2 separate regions of the Triticum aestivum genome follow, and region 2 is linked to region 1. Evidence: chromatin contacts called from public Hi-C data. All regions are on one chromosome and are shown on one strand. Each heading gives the region's core, a stretch centred on a gene start, on an enhancer-like site or on the middle of the called end of the contact. The rest is flanking DNA. Distances are from core to core; before and after follow the strand shown. Region 1 holds the start of LOC123168735 (putative disease resistance protein RGA1). Region 2 holds the start of LOC123164247.

Region 1 (3,365 bases), core at 209-2,708:
AACTCGATGTACATCTTCTACGCCAATTGCATGTGCAACTGTATCATGCCGAGTGGTCACTAGAATTACTCCTCTTGCAGCAGCATGTAATGGAGTTCTCAGTAAATTGGTCCAGACCGCAGGCTGCCAAACATCGTCCAACACAATGAAGAAACTTTTATCTGTGATGGCGACTGCAAGCTTGCTGCTGAGCTCTCCCACAGTTTCATCTTGCTCATGGGGTACCCCAAAATTCCGCAGAACTTCCTTCAAAAGAGATATTTCAGAGTACTCCTGAGAAACACATATCCATGCTTGGTTGCTAAAGGTTCCTTTTAATTCTCGGTCATTATATACTTTTTGGGCTAGAGTTGTCTTCCCAATCCCTCCTGTTCCAACAATACCAACCTTGTATGGCTTCTTTCCCTTGTGTGCAAGAACCAGTTCAACCAAACTTTTGCAAGCATGTAAAGTTTCCTTTCCCACAAGATTAGGCTCCACAAGGTGGCTAGTTCTTACATGCTTCACAGTCAGAGCTTGTGGTTTAGGCTGCATATTTTCAAGCTTGAGAAATCTTTCACCCAACTTTGAAATCTTGTCAAGTTGAGCATTGAAGTCCCGGATTTGAACACCAATCTTGTGACGCTTCTGAATAGGAGAGATGCAATTGAGAAACGGAAGGCCACTGCATGTACTAGTTGCCTTTCTTGATGATGATGAAGGATCCCGTTCTAGTAGAAGCTTCCCACCTTCAGATCTCGCTAAGTCGACAATATCGTCGGCATAATACATATCACCTCTCAGCTCACCAAGCCAGTTATTAACTGCTGACTCTCGTGTTCCCCTTTGTTCGGCATCATCAAGAAAGCATTGTATCTGGGTCATTGTTCGCTGCATTTGTTTGAGGTCTTCTTGTACTCCTAGAATCAGAACTGCCTCATCTGTAATGATAGCTTCCAACTTCTTGGCACATGATTTAACAAGATAATCTAGTATGCTTGCCATCTGACCAACCTGAAGAGACAATTCCACAAAAATACAGGACGCGGCTTATCCGGCAGGCTGGCAAAGCATGCATAACATGTGTTAGGGTTGCCTCTTACAAACACGAGGCAAGCTTCGTTAACAAACAACATCAACATACTGGAGTCAGAGATATTTGCTAGATTTCGAACAAACAACATACTGGAGTCAGAGATATTTGTTAGATTTCGAACAAACAACATATACTAGAGCTATAGGAAATCATGCTTAATTCCAGTTCATGCCAATAACAAGCTAAAAGTAGGGAGTAGTACAGTACCTTGCCCGGGTAAATTGACAAGCTGCCGATCAGAGTACAACTGCAGAATGTAGCAAAGCTGGGCAGGGGCACAACTTTGCTGAAGCTCTTAGACAGAGTCATGTAAAGCAAGTAGGCAAGAGATAAGGAGGTGGACTTTGTTTTCCAATTAGACGAAAGGTCAGTCAGCCGGCGATGCGTGAATGGTGGAGTCGGGCTTTTCAACTCATGGAATGGACCAGTCTTGGCTGGTGGCCGGCCCAGACAGAGACGGGTAGGCGCATCCTGCAGATGGCAGATGCGATGGGTAAAATAGTATGTTGTCGCCTCGCATCCGTTTCATGAATTTTGGACGGAATATGTCAAGTCACCTCCTAGTGCTAGCAATGTTTGTTGCTGCAGTTCTTCGGATGACCCTGCAGTGCCTTTTTCTCTATTTTTTTTACTTAAAAAAGTAGCGCTTGATCTTTTTTTTTTGCACCTTCCCCGTGGGTTAGTCAATCACCTTAGTTTACTTGCCTTCCGCGTCAATTCCACCTTAATTTACTTACCAAACTTCTCATCAAACTACTCCCTCCATTCCTTTATGCAAGGTGTATAATTTTTGGCACGGTGACCAAGACACATAATTTTACACAATTTAGGACGAAATTAACCTTGGCTAAATTATTGATTAGTGGCAAGTAAATCATTTAGGCTTGAAAAGGAAGAGATACACGCAATCGGAGGAGAGATACTTTCTTTTCTTCTCTATAATGAGAGATACATGCAATCGGGGAGAGATTCTTTCCTTTTTTAGAGGGCTAAAGACAGAATTACGAGGAATAAGAAATGTACCTTACATTGTGGAATTTTATCAAAGAAACAAATACACCTTATATAAAGGAACGGAGTGAGTATAAAGTAAATCAAGCGCATAATTTGATAAATATTTATTTACACAATCATATTAATATGGACAGATAAATCACGAGCTAACATACTAAAATATTTATATCTCGTTGCAATGCACTAGCATTGTCCTAGTTCTTTAAAAAAGGCACAAAGCCATATATTAAGTATCACAGGTCCTTACAAATACACCTTTACAGAAAATAAAATTACATTTAAAATGTTGTGGGTGCCGAAGTCTTCTTTCTCCTGCATCCACAAGTGGCGTGTCGTGAGCATAGCTCGATGTCGCCTCGGCGAGCAAAGTATTGAAACTCAGGAGCTTGCAGAAGTAGCATCCGAGAAGTAGTCAATGCAGACCAGGAGACGCCGGCAATCGTAATCTGCAAAGCAAACCGTCACCCTAGGGAAAAAACGCCAATAAGGATATTTCAAAGCCCTGAGGACCACGAAAGCCGGCCAAACCCAGGCAGATGCACCGTAAACATAAACTGGCCGGATCTCGGCAGACTCGCTGGAGACACGGCTCCACACATCCTCCACTGACCACTGGCGCAAATAAATCGGCCGGATTCCGGAAGACTCGCTGGAGACACGGCTCTACACGCCCTCTGCCGGCGCAAATCACATCAACGGACACTACTGGAAACTGCTTATAGGCGGGCTCTCAGTAATTGCACACTCCATTGTTAATCTGGCCAGATACCTGTGGCGGGCGACAAAGTGCACTCACCACTAGTAGTCTGGTTCAGATTAGCCGTGGGACAGTCCTTACCGGTGGCGATCTCCTAGCTCGGCCCACCACTACTATAATATTTAGGTATTTTGTTTTTAGTATTTTTTTACTGTTCTATGTTTTTATGGTATTGTCGGGGATATACCCCGCGGTATGACCCGGCCGGGAGTATGACCCGGCCGGACTTGACGCTTCATCGTAACCCGCCGGAAGATTGGCAACTCATGAGCCTGGCGACTTAATGATGGCCCCGACGGCGGGTCAGACAGAAGACTAGGCCCAAGGCCCGGAAGGCCGGCTCATGTTATTGTGGGCCGGCTTAAGACGGAAGGCATGAGGAATATTTCCTTTACAGGGAAGCAAGACCCGTACTTGTATCCGACTTGTAATAGAGAATAAGTTAGTTCTAATCCTACTAGGACTCTACATGTAAGCCGCCCCTTCAAGTTATATAAGGAGGGGCAGGGCTCCCCAAAG
Region 2 (3,377 bases), core at 101-2,600, 590 kb before region 1:
TCTTCACTCTTCACTGGTCATGGGGCCATCACAGGCTCAGATGGTAGGCAGTAATTGTCGGTGGTACAGATAATTAGGTGTATCTACTGAGCACATCTCTTGACACTTCTTTAGAACTATATTTGTACACCTTTAACAGAAAACTCCAGTACTTCAAATTTAGCTTCACACACCCATAACTATCGGTGCTATTAATCCTTGCAAGTTGCAACTCTGATGAGTTATGTTGTGGAGTTTTCACCATTCATAGCAGGTTGTGATTGGTATCAACGAGCACACGCCATTTCACAGCAGATGTGCTTGTATCAGCGAGCGCACGCCACATATTTCTTGGCGTTGGGGCAGCTGGAGAAATCAAGTAGCCTATCACTCATCAGAAAGAAATCATGTGGAAAGAGAGAGAATGGGGAGGTAACAACTGGGGATAACGATGATGGAAAGGAGAGAGGGTCTGGAGTTTGTGTGACAGAGAAATGCTACCAGGGAGAACAACATGAGTGGATATAGGGGGAGGAAGAAATTGGAAGAAAAACGTTGGCAGTCTGTATGTATCATTTTCTGAGATGATATAGCTAGTCATTCTATATATCCTTTAGCTAGTGGATTGTACACATCTCTTTATTGACAATCTTCGGGCCACCTTCCACCACTCTACCCCGTGTAATGATGATTGGTTGTTCGCTGATGCTGACCGGAGCCGAAATACAATTGCCATTTGCCTTTGCTTCATTTCTCTTGGGCCCTCTGCACTCCTCATTCAGACGTACTGTTTCTCCATTAACCGAATTCTGGTGGCGATTGTTCATATGAAAGGTAAGATCCCTGCTGCACAATTTTCTCGGCTATGTTTATCATCTTTATGCCGACGCATATCATACATACACCTTACATGTTTTTCCATCTTTATTATGCCGACGCATATCATGCATACACCTTACATATTTTTCCTGGACCCTGTTGCGTTAAGTGTTGACACATCAGTGGCACTTCACATCAGCGCCAACTAGTGCATCCATTTGTGTAGGTCGCTCTCTGTGAATTGTCTTGGCCCTGTAGTGGGTTTGGTTATCCTTACCAGTTGCTCTTGCGCACAGCTGGGCTCTCTTCCCTCCACATGCCTGTGATGGAAAAGTATTACCGGCGCATGTGGATCAGAACAGTAGTTTAATCTGACAGCCCCTGTACTGTTTTAACCGAACGTAGACTAATCCCTGCACAGGTTTGTTAACAGAGTAGTAGGTTATTGGAGGGGACAGGCCCTGGTAGCTTTCAGTGCCACCGGCTGTTGACTGCTCTCCTGTCTACACGTTAATGGCCGTCCCTTTCGGTTCACATATATACACACACGCACAAGAGAAGGCAAAGGCAAAGCACCAACCCCTCAAGAGACACATCCTTCAGCTCATCCTTGCCTCTTGCGTTCTCTTCTCCGTAGCTTGCAGATAAGTAAGCTTGTCCGTTGTGCGGAGAGGGGAGGCGGATAGGTACATACACATGGAAGGGTTGCAGAGATCGTCCTCCACTTTCAGAAGGTCCGGCTCGTCGGGCCTGGTGTGGGACGAGCGGTTCCTGACCGAGGGCGCCGAGGCGAAGGCCGCCGGCGAGGGCGGCACGGATGAAGCCCAGCCGGAGATGCGGCGCTCCCGGAGCACCGGCGGCGTCGGGATGATGCTGCGCCGTGGCGGCGACGACAAGAAGCAGCAGCAGCAGAAAAAGGAGCAGCAAGGCCAGAAGAAGAAGGACGAGGAGCGCGATCCCCAGGTGTTCCGGACCAAGGAGGTGGCCCCGGACGTGGACCCGCCGTCGCCGAGGGTGTCCGGCTGCATCCTCTGCGCCATCTTCGGGGGCTCCGGCTCCGGCTCTGGCCCGGCGGCGCGCCGAGGCCGCGCCAAGCCGAAGAGGAGGCAACGGTCGGCGGCGTAAAGTTTGATCGGGCCTTGGCGGATGGATGTCATGCGAGCTGTGTTTATACTGGAGTGACGATGATGATGATATACTACTGATATTGGTTGGTTTGTATTGTACTCTGCTCTGCGTTACTGCGTACGTAGTCTATACGTGTCAGGTTAGTTCCTCTTTTTTTGGTTAGTTTCTGGGTTCAGATCCGTGAGCAGCAGCAGCTGCTGAGATCTGCGATGTTCTTTCTTGATCTGGCGCATGATTTTTTCCCCGTCCCTTTCTTGAGCTGTTGAGCAGCAGCCGCTGGGTGTTGGTTGCTTGCATGTGAGTGTGAGGTGTTGGCACTGTTGCATGTATGGAGCTGCAACCATAAACAATCAATTGGGCGGCAAAACATTTGGGCATGGCCGCATGTGTGCTCATGCTGCCGGTGCGCGTTCTGTTCTGGCTCGTGAGGCGGTGCCGACGCTATGGTGCGAAGTTTTTTTACTTTGCTAGGCAGAAAAGAGTTATAAATTTCTCTGCCTCGCACACAGCCCGTTCTTATGAAATTCATGTGCTCCAAACTCTGTTAGCCGAGCGTAGTTCTATTGGGTCGGTCCGGTGACCGGAACATGCACCGGTCGGCTCAAGAAACTGATCCCGGGGTGGCAACTCTGTTAGCTGGACCTCCTCCTTTTTCGTAGCCCAAACAGGTGAAACATGACTCATCATGGAGGTTCTCAAAAAAACAAAAAAATCATCATGGAGAGAGAAAAAAGTTGCAAGGGCGTGCTTCCTAGCACACAAAGTAGAATCAAGAAGGATCGATCCCGTTCATAATTGCGCGTGACGCGGGCAAGACAGGCACATGGAGGTCCGAGTAACAGCCAGCAGACAATAGAAACACCACATGGGCCGGCCACATGATGATCTCCTCCGTTTCATGACTCTGTCGCCGGGTCCCGTCTGCTCGCCGAGTTGGACGTGGACCATCGTCCGTTCCTGCCACCGGTGCCGACATTGACATGCGGGGTTTCTCTTCTCAGGCCTTGGATTCATGCAGCCGACACTGCCGTCGGTATGCGTAGCATGGCGACCGGCGACGTTTTTTCCGCCTGTGTGCACGCGAGTTTCTACCGTGCTCTGTATATATCTTTGTCGTACCTAGGAATTTTAAAATGAAAAAAATAGCAAGCTTATGCTAAGGTCCATAACATAATTTTGACCTTGCTAAGAGCAAAAGTCTTTGTTGGGTTGGTGAACATTTGGTGAGTGTTCGATCTCGAGCTTTTTTCATTTGCTGGTCATACAACCGATGCTGGTCCTTGATGGGTCGTTCATCTGTGACGACCTTTGTGGTCAATGCGTGCATACGATTCGTTAGTGATCAAAATTATCTGTTTGACCACCAATTGTTCTCAACCGTTGTCCACACTTTTCCCGTTGAACACATGTTTTGACGACCGTGATGTAAAGATCGATTATGGTATGAACCG

What was found. A called contact is a pair of places that touch in the nucleus more often than the background predicts.
Region 2: a Hi-C map of leaf shows a contact between it and region 1, with 4 times the contacts expected there. The contact joins the promoter of LOC123164247 here to the promoter of LOC123168735 in region 1. A contact is called at or near these places in 2 of 5 Hi-C or Micro-C datasets (both in leaf) and 1 of 1 datasets of contacts at active chromatin or transcription factors (leaf).

What each region holds. Positions count from the first base shown.
Region 1 is chr7D:450,808,098-450,811,462 of IWGSC CS RefSeq v2.1, reverse strand. LOC123168735 (putative disease resistance protein RGA1) reads right to left here and starts at 1,458. Exons shown (of 2, transcript XM_044586606.1): 1 at 1,283-1,458; 2 at 1-1,041. The coding sequence starts at 984.
Region 2 is chr7D:451,395,516-451,398,892 of IWGSC CS RefSeq v2.1, reverse strand. It overlaps LOC123164247, which reads left to right and starts at 1,350. Exons shown (of 1, transcript XM_044581658.1): 1 at 1,350-2,303. The coding sequence starts at 1,495. The coding sequence ends at 1,923.